Linked DNA regions of Anas platyrhynchos: region 2 is linked to region 1. A link is a contact called in public Hi-C data. All regions are on one chromosome and are shown on one strand. The core of a region is the stretch at or near the end of the contact, and the rest is flanking DNA. Distances in the headings are between cores, read along the strand shown.

What was found. A called contact is a pair of places that touch in the nucleus more often than the background predicts.
Region 2: a Hi-C map of skeletal muscle shows a contact between it and region 1, with 4 times the contacts expected there. The contact joins the promoter of BLOC1S2 here to the enhancer-like site in region 1. A contact is called at or near these places in 2 of 8 Hi-C or Micro-C datasets (liver and skeletal muscle).

What each region holds. Positions count from the first base shown.
Region 1 is chr6:21,369,833-21,377,668 of IASCAAS_PekinDuck_T2T, forward strand. It overlaps PKD2L1 (polycystin 2 like 1, transient receptor potential cation channel), which reads left to right. Exons shown (of 16, transcript XM_013104782.5): 3 at 1,040-1,153; 4 at 2,457-2,584; 5 at 3,617-3,873; 6 at 4,824-5,048; 7 at 5,391-5,619; 8 at 5,990-6,160; 9 at 6,593-6,774. Among named protein-coding and RNA genes, the nearest start is that of PKD2L1, 13 kb to the left of the region's middle. Within about 2 kb of position 3,474, at least 1 of the 8 cell types and tissues checked has an H3K27ac peak or open chromatin away from gene starts, as enhancers often do.
Region 2 is chr6:21,409,179-21,417,014 of IASCAAS_PekinDuck_T2T, forward strand. It overlaps BLOC1S2 (biogenesis of lysosomal organelles complex 1 subunit 2), which reads left to right and starts at 4,440. Exons shown (of 5, transcript XM_027460094.3): 1 at 4,440-4,599; 2 at 5,212-5,328; 3 at 6,219-6,338; 4 at 6,853-6,957; 5 at 7,524-7,836. The coding sequence starts at 4,548. The coding sequence ends at 7,555. It overlaps LOC101797254 (broad substrate specificity ATP-binding cassette transporter ABCG2), which reads left to right. Exons shown (of 16, transcript XM_027460092.3): 12 at 574-698; 13 at 1,054-1,208; 14 at 1,630-1,719; 15 at 2,421-2,533; 16 at 3,019-3,888. The coding sequence ends at 3,166.

The sequences.
Region 1 (7,836 bases), core at 2,224-4,723:
GATGTGTGGCCTTTGATCCCGATTTGCAGGAGGATGATAGTTGTGCACCAGTGGGGATAGGTATCAGGGCTGAGCTCTCTAGGAGGTGCAGAAAGCAGGAAGATTGTGGGTATTATTGATGCCAATTCCATCACTAGGCTTTCAAGTGGAGTTTCTTATGCCTTTCAACTTAAGGAGAGATTCTGAAAACACAACACAAAGCCATTACAGCAAGAACAAGTAAACAAACTAATGGTGTTAGGCGGGTCATCAAAACCATAATATTGAGGCTTCTTTTAAAGAAAGTGTTCCTGTCTTTTTGATCAATCCTGATGACATTTAATGAGTTGCTTTTACTTTGTGAAGGAATCAGAACATTAGCTGGTATAAATCTGCACTGAAGCCAGCAGAGCTCCATTGATAGACATCCTGAACACGATTTGGCTCTAAATTGTATGCTGAAAATATTGAGTTGGGCTATTTGATTGAGTCTTATGACATATATCTTCAAGTATGTGAGTAAGCAAGGGACAAATATTTGGAGCTTGATAGCTCAGTATACATAAAAAGAACTAATAGCAGTAAAGCTAAAATCAGATGCAGTTCTGCTATGGAAGTCCTTATCAGAAGGTCAGATGTTGGCACATGCATGACTGAAATGAAACTATGACATTCCAGGAATGTGACAAAGTCTTGTGACAAAGACTGAATTTCTGCAAAAAGTAAACTGAAAAACAGGCAGAAAAAAAATATAAATAAATAAATAAATAAATCCAGTCCATATTGAAGTCTGGCAGAAAACTGAAGAGTGATTTAGCAAAACATAATGGTCATCAAATTTCAGTTTTGGCCAGCCTCAAATCTTTTGTTCACACTGGAATTTTTCATTTTAGAGGTTATTTAACGAGTTTTAGTCAAGTTTTGAGATGAAAAATAGTTCTGTTTTGAAAAGTTACAAAAATCTAGCAACTCACAAGAGTGTTCTTTGGGAATGGGACTCCTCCTATAGCCTTTGAGAATGGCCATAAAACTTCTCAATTTTTTTCTTTACATCCCTCAGGTCTGTGGGGCACTACGCTCACTGAGAACACAGCTGAAAACAGAGAGCTTTATGTGAAGACCACACTGCGAGAACTTCTAGTCTATATTGTGTTCTTGGTGGACATTTGTCTATGTAAGTACATATCATATCTCATAGCTGTCTTTTCACGCTACATGAGGGGAAGAAGGTGAGGTTTTATTATTAGACTTCCTCACCCTGTTTTAGGTGTTAAACTGATTGTACATATAATCACTGCAGCAAGCAGGTGTGCTGTTGACTCACAGAATAGCTGCTGCACACACAAGTAAAATGGCTGACAATTGCCCTAGACTGAATTGATACCTGCTAGATTTACGTAAACCACATTATCAACTCTGTTGACATCACGGTCCTGGAAGAGTCTGCACAGCAAGATTATTTTCACAGCAAATGTTCAAACATCAGACAGCAGCTCTAGAAACTTCTTGGGATCAGAGACACGGGGTTCAGAGAGATTTTTGTCTCTGAGGCTGATGAGGTGCCTGAGGTGATAATGCAGATGGCAGCTTGTGTTGTTCTTGGGTAGATTTAATGCAGCCCTGTACTGAATGCTAATGGCCTTTGTGTGGTTAGAACAATGACTGTTTGTTTTTTGGGAAGGTTCATTCACTATCACAAATGAGCACCTGTGACACAGAACAGTGAAGAGGATTATATTTCATGGACCCTGTAGTAGGAGAGACAGACAGACAATACCAACCCAAGTTACTATCACACTGACCCATGGAGACCGTCCTTCCTGAAGAAGCAGGGCATGCACACAGACGTACATGCAGTCGCACACTGACTCATCTAGAAGTGTTTGGGAGGTGAATGTTGAATACCTGCTGCTTTATTTTCACAGTATTCTTTCAACAGTAGGACTTGTTCCTAGTGATTGCCGTGATGGATGCTTTTCTGCAGGGAGGAGCTCTGGGTAGTTGAAACAACATATATTTATTTGATTTTTTTTTTTGGTAGACAAAAATTTAACTGGAATTTTCCACTACAGGTTAGTCTCTATACTTTCATAGCTTTATATCAGAACTAAGTGCACACAAAATACAGCTCATGAATTTTGTTATGAGAAAGAAGATTTCTTTTCCCCCTCAGAAAGACAAAATTTCTGAGAGAAAATGTCACCCAGGATGTTCAGTTGCATCATCCAGTGGTCTTCGTTGGCATTTAAACTCCTAAAATATGTCATTCTGACAGTTTAAATTCTGGAGGATGCAGAAAATAAAGTTGAACTCCCTAAGCAATCAAGAAAGTAATGTGATTAGAGGTCTCAAGGTTTCTTCTCTTCTGCCCTGCTCAGCTTACTTACGACAGTAGAAGCTATGCAGAAAATGAATGTATATACCAGGCTCTGATATTTAGGTGTAAGAGAGGACCTTCCTTTTGTCTCTTCTCTTAGTGACATATGGAATGACAAGTTCCAATGCCTATTACTACACCAAAGTGATGTCTGAGCTCTTCCTGCAGACCTCTTCAGACAGCCGTGTTTCTTTCCAGTCCATTGGCAGCATGTCTGACTTCTGGGTGGTGAGTACACATCTGGCCTGGCATGGGGAGCCCTGGAAATCTCAGCTAGGGTGGGATATTCAGTTACCTCTGAATGTGCTACCTAGTGCTTTTAGCAAGCCATTCTACAGCTGCTTGCCAGCTACTAGCAGTAGATATGGTATCATTTACATGCAGAATACACACTGATTTAGAACATTATATATCCCTTTGAGCACTGTGGCCAGAATACTGACTAGGCTAAGTATTGTGTGTGTCCAGAAAAGTCCATTCCAGGCTTTCTTGTGACAGACATAGCTTTGAATCCTGCAGTCTAATGTCTTCATGCTGGTCTCTTAGTAATAATTTTATCTCCATTTTCATGGGCAAAATGGGATCAGTGTAGTTAACTTGTAATTTATGCATGGCCTGGCCTGACCTGTAGATTCTTTATGGAGAAACTGGATTCAAATTTGCACTGACTTTTACCAAAGAAAATAAAGAGGGGAAAAGATGTTGGGATCTATCACATTTTTATTAAAGAACTGGAGAAGGAATAATATGGTCCACAGTGAATGTCGTTGAGATATTGCAACCACGTATCTCTAATGGCCAGCCAGAAATTAATGGTCAGTTAGCTTTGCCTTTTTTCTGGTATATTAAAAAAGCACAATGAACTATGGCACTGTTGTTTCCCCCACTGTTTACATGGAACTGGTCCACCTTGTTTTAATAATTCATACCTTATGCCAGGACAGTTCCTCCAGACTTGTGTTGCCTGAAAAGGAAGGGACAAAGAGGTTGTAGGGCCCCTGTCTCCTTGTTAGCATAACGAGGTGCAGCAAGCACCTTACAGGCCTGAGAGGAGCCACCACACTACCCTGCTGCCCAGCATCCCTCTTCTACCCTGCAGCTCCACCCAGCTCCATATGGGGGCTCCCCTCCTTAGCATATACGCAACGGGAGCTCTACCAGTAGAGCAGTGTGGGTCAGGTCTTATCTCAAGCCCAAACTAACAAAATTCCTCTGATATGTAGGCTATGAACCAGTTGCTTTCTTCTCCCTCTCACGCAGTATGCACAAGGTCCTCTTCTGGATAATCTTTACTGGACAAAGTGGTACAACAATGAGTCCCTAGCAGCACACAATACCCAGTCGTACATCTATTATGAGAACCTGCTGCTGGGTGTCCCACGGATGCGACAGCTGAAGGTGAAGAACAATTCCTGTGTGGTCCATGATGACTTCAAGGAGGAAATCTCAGGCTGCTATGATGTATACTCAGAAGACAAGGAGGAAAGAATCTCCTTTGGACTTGTCAATGGAACAGCGTAAGTACATCTGCTGTTTGGGATTAGAATATTTGTGATTTTTACATTTTTTTAAATTGCCCCAAATTAGTCTCTTCTGGTTAAAATAAGATATGCTGAGCTGCAGAATGAATTAGTAGGGGTGAGTTTCTCACACAAGGCTGGAATTCCCCTTGCAGTTAGAGGCAGCAAGTCCTTTGCATCAAGCCTCTTCAAGGAGACACAGACTGAATGCTAGAGTGGAACCTGCTGAGAAAGCCATGAGAAATCCAGATGAGAATTAGGTAGACATTGTTTGTCTGTTTTTAAAGGAGTGCACCCCTTTCATCTTGAAAACCTATTCCCAGCTTTTTTTTGCCTTTTTTTTTTTTTTTTCTCCAGACAGAGGTGTCTGAACCATTTTCTTAAGACCCAGATTTCTTAACTTCTAATTCTACACTGAGATGGAATATAACATGTAAAATCACCATCACACTTGGTTATTTATTTATTTTTTACTGATTATTCATGTAATTGATGTGGATTTTCCTCTATAATAAAGTGAGGCAGCTGCCATTTAATAACCCCTTGCTTGCTGCTTGAGTCTTGATCTGTGAAAAAAAAAGCTATTTTTCATACGGAAATTTGTGTGCAAGAGCGTTCTAAGCAGAGAACTGCATGCAACATGGTAGGAGGCAATACAACAGACCCTGTGAATAACCTTGAAAGCAAACAAGGCTATGACATAGCCAAAGAGCCTGCAGAATTTTCCCTCCATTTGTGTTGTGTCACTGCTGGGAAGCACTAGATCAGAAATCTATCAACAATGAAAAACTGGTGTAAGCTCAGAACTGGAGTAGGAGTTATGTGCCAACTCTTTGATTAAACTGCTCTGTCCTTTGAAGATGCCGTTTCATTTCTCCTGACTGCAAAGTTCTATCCAAGACTGTGGGTGGTAAGTGATGCCTTTTCTCATGGGTTGTCTGTTGCAGGTGGAGGTACCATTCTGAGGAAGAGCTGGGTGGCTCATCTCACTGGGGAAGACTAACCAGTTATAGTGGGGGAGGATACTACATAGACCTCAAGTTGACCAGAGAAGAGAGTGCTGAAGCCCTGCAAATCCTGAAGGAGAAGTTGTGGCTGGATCGGGGGACACGAGTTGTCTTCATTGATTTCTCTGTGTATAATGCAAATATCAATCTGTTCTGTGTTCTGAGGTAGGCTGAGTCCCACTGGAAATTCTTCTGCCTCTCGCTTGTTTCTCAATGTCACGTATTCTTAAAACGCAAAAATAATCTGTTCCACTATGAGGTGTAGGACTGAATGGTATCAGTAGATATTGTATGGATTAGCAAGAAGACTTGGTCTTTCTGACACAAGTAGACACACTTCTTTTGAGCTTTCATGCTTTTCTATCACAAGTAGTGAAGCAGCAGAGAGAAGAATGCATAAACACATGCACAACTCTTCCAGTCACAATTTGATGGATAGCTCATACTCAGGTTTGATGCTTCCATCCCACCATTTGTAATTAACAGTGTTTTCTTGTTCCCTTCAAGGTTAGTGGTTGAGTTTCCAGCCACTGGTGGTGCCATCCCCTCCTGGCAAATCCGGACAGTCAAGCTTATACGATATGTCAGTGCATGGGACTTCTTCATTGTTGCCTGTGAAATCGTCTTCTGTGTCTTCATCTTCTACTATGTGGTGGAGGAGATTTTGGAGTTGCGTATCCACAAACTTCAGTACTTCACCAGCATCTGGAACATATTGGATGTGGTTGTCATCCTGGTAAGGATGCTTGCACGCTTTTTTTTTTGGGGGGGGGGGGGAGGAAAAAGGGCAAAGGGGTACAAGAGACAGCTAATGAAAGAATGGGGAAACTGGTCTAGACAAGACAAGAGCTGACGTGTTTTGCTCCAATAGAAAAATGGACTGGCGGAGTAAATGGTCATGTGGTTTTCTATCAGGTATTAGAAAAAATTCTTCCCTTAATGATGCTTGAGAAGCTGTGAAGTCAGGTCATCACTCAGTCCATTAGGGCCTTATTTCCATCCCCCACCAGTAGAGTGTAGGTATGAAGTGTGATACCAAGTAATTCTGTGGCACTTTAGTATCTGTGGACACTTCTACACTCACTGCAGACCCTTCTTCTTCACAGCTCTCCATCGTTGCTATTGGATTTCACATCTTTCGCACCATTGAGGTGAACAGACTGTTGGGAGAGTTGTTGAAACACCCTGACACCTATGCAGACTTTGAGTTCTTGGCATTCTGGCAGACTCAGTACAACAACATGAATGCAGTCAACTTATTCTTTGCCTGGATCAAGGTATTGTAGGGGATCTGGGGGGTGCCTGGGCTCCAGTCTCAGACCTGTTCTGTTGGATATCCTGAGGGCTAACTCCTCTATCTCTCATAGTGAATGAGGATAACACCTGTAGAACAGGGAAGGATTTCCTCAAGTGTCATGTGCTCTGTTTTGTAGTAAATCCAGGCAGCTTTTCACCTTCATAGCACTCCCTCCTTTAAATTTTCATTTGACTCAGGGAAAAAAGTCATATATTTATGACCCAGTCGTAAAATGGTGGCACTCCCAGGGCAAACAACCTGAACTCTAGGCCTCTATTCCCCCAGCTTGGCTGTCTCCTCAGTGCTTTGATACCATAGAGAAACTTGGTCTTAGTAAGCAAGTACATGTAGGAAAGAGACTGATCTAGCTGGTGGTTTGGCCTAATTTTGTCCCTGTTCTGTCTTCTTGCAGATATTCAAGTATATTAGCTTTAACAAAACAATGACACAGCTCTCCTCCACACTGGCACGTTGTGCCAAGGACATCCTGGGCTTTGCCATTATGTTCTTCATTGTCTTCTTTGCCTACGCCCAGCTGGGTTACCTTCTTTTTGGGACACAAGTGGAAAACTTCAGTACCTTTGTTAAATGCATGTAAGTGTATTAGTTGTAACCACATTTTCATCATTACCAGCTGTCGTCAAAAGAACTTTAACTGCTTTCCAACCAATAGCATATTTGCTATTGCAAATATGAATGTCATTCAGACACCTCTTGTATTTCATGTAATAAAGTCACGATGGCTAAAAAGTTGCTCACAGTCCCACACCTATAACATCCTCGTGGACAAAAGAATGTAGTGAGAAAATGGAAGGTTACAGACAGATTTTTGTTTGTCTGGTGTTTGTAAGCAGCCCTTTGGGTCAAAGGAAAGCCCAGCCTTTTCAGGCTGAGAATTCAGTTCTGTTTTGTTGTAGTCTAGGCAGCTTTCAGCTAATGTGGAGTTGTTAGGCACACCAAGGACGCTTTGCGTGCAGTGTAGCATATAGTCATTCCGCAGAAAATTATTGTAGCTGAGCTGTTAATATAGTTTGTGTTCACCAGATCATTATGTCTTCTTCTCATCTGCTGTGGGTCCATAAAAGTGGTAGAATGGTTTTGATTGCTGCTGAGACCTTGGCAACTGTGTTTTTATACACCAGCAGGTGGCTTTTGCTCTACTTAGGTTCAACTTCTCTAATTCTGGGAGTAGGAACTAAATAACTTAAAATAAGTCTTTTGAGGTAAGCTCAAAGTGTTTTCTCTTTAATAAGGAAGAGGTCTAGATAGAAGCTCTGGAGCTTTGAAATTCGCTAGCTTCTAGATAAAGCCACAGATCACATCATTTCAGTGTACAACAGCTGCTTGAAAACTTGTCCATTTTTCCTCAGATAGTGCATTTTAATAAAAACAAAGTTTTGATACAAATATTGTTTTTTGCTTCAGGGCTTTCAAAAGAAAGATCGGAAGTAATGCATTTATCAATATTTAGCTTTAAACACCAAAATGGAAAAAGTCAAACTGTTTGTTATTTTTGTTTTATATAAAACATTAAATATAAAAAATAAGAGTGTTGGAATTAATATTGAATATATAAAATTAAATATAATAGTAGTTGATATTTCACAACTATGCTTATCCAATTAAAATAATTATTTTATATTTGATATATTTTAC
Region 2 (7,836 bases), core at 3,190-5,689, 40 kb after region 1:
ACAGCTGCTCAGGAATGAATCTCTGACATTTCTTGCTAGTCTGGCCTGCTTACCAACTTGGTGGGGATTCTGGCACCTTACCACTTGAGTCTTTCCATGAGCTCCATTATGCAGCAAGGCAATCATATTTAATTGCCCTGTGAACTGGAGGTGAGTTAATGTCCTACAGGTGTTTTCTCATTCTTGGCTATCATTCCTTCTCCCTTAGAAACAGTTGTATGAGATAGCTGTGGATAAACTGTTCCTCCAGTTAATCTCATACTTTCCCCTGCTCTTGTGTTTAGGATCATTCTCTTTGAACAGAGCTTTAGGAGCCTTTTTCCAATATGCTATTTAGTAGTCTAAATCATTCTCATTCATCTTCTCAGAGTGCTCCCAGCATTGCTGCAGGGCCTGTGAGATAGATGAGCCCTTACTTTGGAGTGGGAAGTGGCAGCACAGAGAAAATAATCAACTTGCATATAGAGGAGTCAGTGGTAGAAAGAACAAACTGAATCAGGATAAACCAGACACACATACTGAACCTAGATAACCTCTAAACCTGTAAAACTTGCCTCCTTCCTGTCCTCACAGTCATCAGTACACCAGTGGATATTACCGTGTGTCTGCCTACTTCCTGGCCTTGATGATAGGAGATCTACTGCCCATGAGAACTGCTCCAGCCATCATATTCTCATGCATCACTTACTGGATGATTGGTAATGAACTGATGCTTTCATTGAACCTGTCGTCTTCTAACACGTTTGATTTCTGACTTAGCCAGAGTTTATTTTGTTTATCTAAATTGAAACTGGTTGAACCCTCAGCTGATTTTAAGTGCTTGGCATCATAACTTCTGAAGACTCTGGAGCAGGGGCAGAGACACCAGCAATCAGAGATGGGGACCTGCTTGTCCATGTCTTTTGGTACTGCTTTAGAGCATTCACAGTTGCTGCCAACTCCAGACTCAGCCTTTCTTCCTCCTTTTCATGTCTTGTATGGGAGCCCGAGGGTACCTCTCCGAGGTTCATGATGTGACTATTAACTGGACTTTTTCTTTCTGCTTTTTGACAGGATACCAAGCTGTTGCAGGCCGATTCTTCTTCTTCATGCTGGCCCTGATACTGGTGTCGTACACTGCCACAGCCATGTCTCTGGCTATCAGTGCTGGGATGGAAGTAGTGGCTGTGGCGAATCTGCTCATCACTATTTGTTTTGTCCTGATGCTTGTAAGTATATAAGATGCACAGATGGATTTAGGAGACAGGCTCTGTACAGGAATGGGTCCAGTAGCTTGTTACTCTCTGCCTGCAATTTTACTGATGCTATAGTCAGACTTTAGTCAGTCTGCTAAATTGTAATCTAAGGGTCAAACCTTTGCTCAAATGCAGTTCTGTAGGTGTGGTGCCACCAGAGCTGTGCTAAAAGTGTGCCTCAAAAAGGTGTTTTTTCAAATTGTCCTTAGAAAAAAAGGACAGTATTACAAATCTAAGTGATCAACTAGATTGCTTAAAAGGAAAAAGTTTGAAATAAACTTTAGATTAGCTGATTTTGTTGCAGTAACTTGGCTGCCCAGTGGGGTTTGCAGGAATGACATGGTTTGCAGTAAACTGTGTTTGTGACTCATCAGTCTCTTTTGTTCTCTTTCAGATCTTTTCAGGTCTTCTAGTAAACCTCCCTTCTGTAATGGGCTGGCTGAACTGGCTCAAGTACTTCAGCATCCCTCGATATGGCCTCACTGTGAGTAGAATATAGCATTGGTCTCCTGTGAGTAGGGGCTACCATGCTGCATCCTGGGGAGGTTTTGTGTATAAATGCAGTTCCCTTAAAAGTCTGGCTTGGTTTCTTTCCTCACATGAACATGGTGAAAGAACAAACGAGCCATCCTCAAAAAGGAAGAAAAGTTAATCTGTGTAAAAGGTGAAAGCCTTAAAGACTGAACAATTAATTTGTGCCACAATATTAGTACTGTTTTGACAGCAGCAGAGCAAACTGCCCAGTGAGGTGCTATTTCCTAACCTGAATAGTTGATTCCTCCTGCTTCATAGTGCTGATGCTGGGGTGTCACTATGCAGCCATATGGTTTTCTGGGAGAGGAGACTGACTCAGATAAAGGTGGATAAATGGGGACTTGTAGCTGGCAAGACAGAAACCCGTGGCTAAATCACTGAAATATAACTCTGAAGTTACAGATTCAGACACCAAATCATCCTGCATGTAGACGTTGGAGCAGTTCCTTGGAAAGTTAGTGGTTAAGAGATTCAGAATAAATGCTGAGAAGTAACTTTTCTGGGCCACTCAGTTCATGCCTAAAAGTAACATATGATTCCAAGAGTGGTGATATATATCTTCTAATAATCAAGCATCTTTGAGGTGTTTCAGCTTTAGCACCCCAAGTCATTAGCTCTTTGTAAAAAATTGCTGTCTGCCTCTTTCCCTAGGCTCTTCAAGTGAATGAGCTTAGGGGTCTCTACTTCTGTGGTGAGAAGGATCCAAATGTTACAGTGTCTGTGGGAGATGCAGGCAGTTGTCCTTCAGTTACTTCAGGAGAAATGTAAGTATTTACCTCATGACTGTTCTTGGGTCTGAATTGCAATGGCTTGCTACAGGACAAGTCAGACTATTTCAGAGCTTACAATTACCCAGAGAATAAGTGTTTGTGAGAGTAAGTGAACTGTTTCTATAGCTTTGGGCCCCAAACCCCTGCTGTGGGCCTCCAGTTACTGATGCATAAAACTAAATATTTTTATATGTATCATAGTCTGATGTGGTTCTGAGGCTTGCTCATAAACTGCCAGTTATCTGTAAGAAACAATTTTGATGCTATCGAATCATCTGAAAAATTATGAGAACAAAAGATCCAGATTTGTCCCTTAAGCTTTATTTTTTCATGGTAAGTCACTCTATTTCCATCACCTCTGTCTTGCAGAATTGTGGGTAGAGAAATCTGTGCATGACAGGAAAATAAAAGTAACCAACTGAAGACTCACAGTATCTTGCACCAGATATAATAAACTTCTGTCCCATGCTTTTCTGCAGGTGTTCTGGTGAAGCATACCTGTGCAGCCAAGGAATTGCACCTACCAACTGGGCAATGTGGGAAAACATAGTGGCTCTCTTCTGCATGACTGTTATCTTCCTCATCATTGCCTATGCCAAACTACGGTTTATGAGAAAGTTCACATAGATTCCTGCACTGCCTTGCTCTGCAACTTCTCAGGTCTTAAAACAGCAAAGCTTGTTAAAGCCTGCTGGAGGTTGCCAAAGATTTTAACTGACTCTTTAGTGGACTTAAGATGGAAATCCTGTCCCACTGTTTCTGGACCATGATCTCCATATAATTGTATGATTTTGTTTTTTAAGAGGAAATGTATTACTGTAAGATTGCATAAATAATTTTTTTTTTTTTTTGTAAGGGAATATATTTCTCATAATTCTTAGGTGCTTATCAAACTGTTTGTTATAGAGCTTCATTCTTCTGTGGCTAACTTTTACAGGAAATATACACAAGGAAACATTTTCCTTTGGAAGTGTGAGCTTCTCCACCACATGGCATAAAGTAATGATGACATTTATGCGTAGATATGTTGCCTCTTGTTAGTGCCCATCACACCTGAGGAGAGCCAGAAACCATTCAAAATGAGTTGGAGATGCATTCAAGGTTGAAGTCTATACAGGGAATGTGCTCTCAGTGCCAGGCAAGAGTTATACTTCTAGTAGCTCCTCTGTGGAAGACACTTGCAGAAGCAGCTTTTGCTGATGGCATCTAAACAGTGGTATAAGCCGTGGAACCTAAGAGTGAGAAATATGATGACAGTTGTACTGTAAAAATGAATTCTATATTACTTAAGAAGGGATTTTGTTCCCCTCTTTTTTAATAAGTGAATAAAAACCTGTATGTATGGTAAATCTTTTTAGCAGGCTTCCTGTTTGGCTGTGCCATTTCTATATAGAGATGCATATATATATATACTATGCTATACTATATATATACCATGCTATACTATATATATATACTATGCCATGCTATATATATATGCTATATATCAATGCTATATATAGTATAGCGTGTGTGTGTATACATATATATACTATATATCATACTATGCACAGATTAAGACACAGAGCTCCTGCTGTGGTAACCGCAGCAAAGCTTGACACAGCACAGCCTGCAGCGTGCCAGCAGCTGTCCCCTTACAACCCCAGCTTTGAGGCTGCACGAAGCCCCTCACACGCAGCGCAGCTGCTACGCCAAGGGAAACACTGCCAGCATGTGCTGCGGACGGCTGGGCGAGCCGCAACCCTTGGAACGGGGCTGCCCTGCCAAAGTGCAATAAATGTTCGGGTCACGGTGTCCTCGGGGTACGGGGTACGGGGTACGGGGCCGGAGCCTCCCCTAACGCGGCGGGGGCAGCAGCGCCCCCGCCGGGCAGCGCCCAGCGTTGCGAGAGGGCCCCGGCCCGCCCCGCTTCTCCAGGGCCGCGCCTGCGCCGCCATGGCGAGGGGCGGAACCGCGGCCTGGCTGAGGGCGGCGGCGGCGGCGGGGGCCGGGGCAGGGGCCTGTCGCCATGGCGACCGCGGCGGAGGGGCTGCCCGAGGCCGGCGCGCAGCCCGCCAAGCGTAAGGGGCCGGGGGTCAGGGGGGGCTCCGTGGCGGCGGTGGGGCCGTGGTGGGGCGCTGGGGGTCTCTCCGTTCGGGCCGGGCGAAAGCTGTCACAGGACAAAGAGCACGCTGCCGGGCTGTGGGAGAGCAGAGCAAGGGCCGAGTGTGGTGGAGATGGGTTTCGAGGAGGGGAGCGCTGATCGTCGTTTGCCGTGGGTGGCAATCCGTGTTTGTCCCTCGTGAAGCGGGCTTGGGGCAGTTTTTGTATGTTAAGGCAGCGACTAGAAATAAAAATCAATGTAATTGTGCACAAAGTTCTTAGAGGCAACGTCTTGCAGAAGTTCTCCACATACTCCTTTGAAGCAGGGCTGCATTCAGGCCAGGTGCCTTTCCCTTACACATTTCCCAGCGTATTACTGAAAAATAATCTTGATATTTCTTTAAGGAAAAGGCTTGGTTTGTTCTCCTCTTGTGCAAAGTAGACCATTTATACAGAAAGTAGGCATAGTCAACACCAGCAACAAAACAACAACACCAACAAAAATAAAGCACTTGGACCTTTTCATTTTTATGGCTTGTTTCTGTACCTGCTAACCTTCTCTAACTCAATAATGCATGTGCCCTGATTAGAGGATCCTGCTGTTGAAACAGCCGAGGAAGCTAAGGAGCCCGCAGAAGCGGACATCAATGAACTGTGTAAAGATATGTTCAGCAAAATGGCCACTTACTTAACAGGTGAACTGACAGGTAAGGCACTGCAGTACTGACAGGCAAGTACATTTTTGTTTCTTTTCATATTTTTTCCAGGAACTCTGTTGTGTTGCTTGTATAAACTATACCTATTTTATCATATCTGACAATGCTAGCAGTAACTGTTCTGTTCCTCATAGGTGCTTCACATGCGTATGTTTTAAAAATCAGCAGTCTTGTCCAACTGCTTTGAGCCTGTATCAGGCAATCATACAATTATATAGGTTGGAAGGGACCTCTGTAGGTCATCTAATCTAATTCTGCGTTAAAAGCAAGGGAAACTCAGCCGTTAGGTTACTTAAGTAGATACCTGTCTAGCTGAGATGCTTCATAAGGTTGATGATCTGTCTGATATGATCATCCTTTCACATCTAAGACGATCTCTTATCTCTGTTAAACAGATAGGGGACTGCAGGAAGTGGAAACTTGCTAATTTATCTTTTTAATTTCACTGGATTCTGTCTTGAAAATCTGAATGAAAGTGACTTTGGTAAAACAGGCAGGGAAGTCTGTGAGGCTGAAAAAATTCAGGGATTGCCCAAAGCTCTATCAACCATTCTGATCTTTGAAGCATTCTTCCTGTATATGTTTTGCTGAATTGGAGCCTGTCTTTGGAATGACATTTTCCTTCCACACGAAGTTTCTCAAGTTTGCTTGTTTCTTGTTTGTTTGCTATTTTTTTTTTAGAAAAAAATCATGAGTCCAATTGATTTTTACATTTCACAGAATGTCATTTCTTTTTGTACATCATTATACTAATACCTCTACTACCACCTAAATTATTCTTCATTATATTTAGCTATTGTTTTGAAATTTCTTGTTCTCTAGAAGAGTCTGCACCCAGTTCAACCTGCATGAACATTAAAATGCACTCTGTTGTTTTTAAGCCACCAGTGAAGACTACAAACTCTTGGAAAACATGAACAAGTTGACTAGCTTGAAGTACCTAGAAATGAAAGATATTGCCATAAACATCAGTAGAAATCTGAAGGATTTAAATCAAAAATGTAAGTAAACCAAATAAGGGAGGGGTATAATTAACTATAGACTTGTATGGGAAATTAAACATCTAAGATTTGATAGTTTACACTCCAATAGGCTCTCAGGGAAAGAAAACTCACTGAAATATACATGCTGTTAGACAATGCCAATCTTCTGTATATCTTTACAAAACTACAGTCTACATAGACTAGCATAAGAGAATTTATGTCCTGTTCTACCCCAAATTTTGGACTGATAGGGATTAAATAACAATTCTTTTGCTGTACGTTGTTTTTCTATTTGTGTGGAGTCTAGCCAGTAAGCTTTTTCCAGTAATCCAGTCTAGCCTCTTAAACTTTTTGTAAGTTGCTGGAATATGGCTATCAGCATCACCACTCAATTTTGGGGTAGGAAAAGGAAGGAGCTTTTGAAGTATTGTGTCTGGAGAACATTATGATAAATTCTTATGTTTGAAGTATGAACTATTTCCTGGAATTGAATTAACAAGAACTAACAGCTTTGCTTTTTTTTTTTTTAAAGATGCTGCTCTTCAGCCATATCTGGAACAAATCAACCTAATTGAGGAGCAGGTTGCAGCTCTGGAGCAAGCAGCTTATAAACTGGATGCATATTCCAAAAAACTTGGTAACTATTATCTTCTACTGTTACTACCTAGCAACATATTCTCTTATAAGGAGATTTCCCAAGACAAAGTAAACTCTTACTTTATTTAACAATTCTGAGTGACAGAGTTGCCCGTGCAGCATAATGTTGATCCACTTCCAGTTAATGAACATTAGAAATGTGTGTGAAGTGGTAAGAGTTGATAAAAGATTAATATATCAAGTTACATGGAGATAAAATACAGGTATTATTGAACTACAACTTGTTAATGAAGCGTGATTTCTTTTTTGCAGTGTGAACTGATGCAAAGTTTAAAGATAGATATTTAATCCCACAAATAGAGATTTATTAAGTTCCACCAGGCATCCAAGTCTCCTTGGCTTAAGTTAGTATGGGTTGTCTGACTTAAGCACCTAGATCTTGACAATCCCATTTTTCAATTAGATTTGCCTAAGTACTTTAGGAAAAAATGGTCTCAAGTGATTTCTTTAAATTAACTTGGTTGTAAGATGTCTTGTATTGCTGCATACAAGATTTAAGATTTTTACCTATTGAGTCCTAAAATACTGTTACTTTTCCTCTTGCAGAAGCCAAGTACAAAAAACTGGAGAAACGATGAAATTACAACAATCTTTAAGTTGGACTTTAAGTTGGACTTAAGTTGGGCTATGAGTCAGACTGATCCCTGTTTAAGTTACACAATACCAGTTTTATATGTTGACAAGGATTTGGTAACAGCTAACATCCTGACTGGTAATCTTTTATATCTATTGAATACAGTAGGCTGTATTCATGCTTAAGGCTGAATGACATTTTCCTCTTCTAAAATGTTTCTGTTGCTTCCGTTGTTACACGGTGAAAAGTTGAAACTTGTCTCTAACAGGTATGTTGATACTGGCT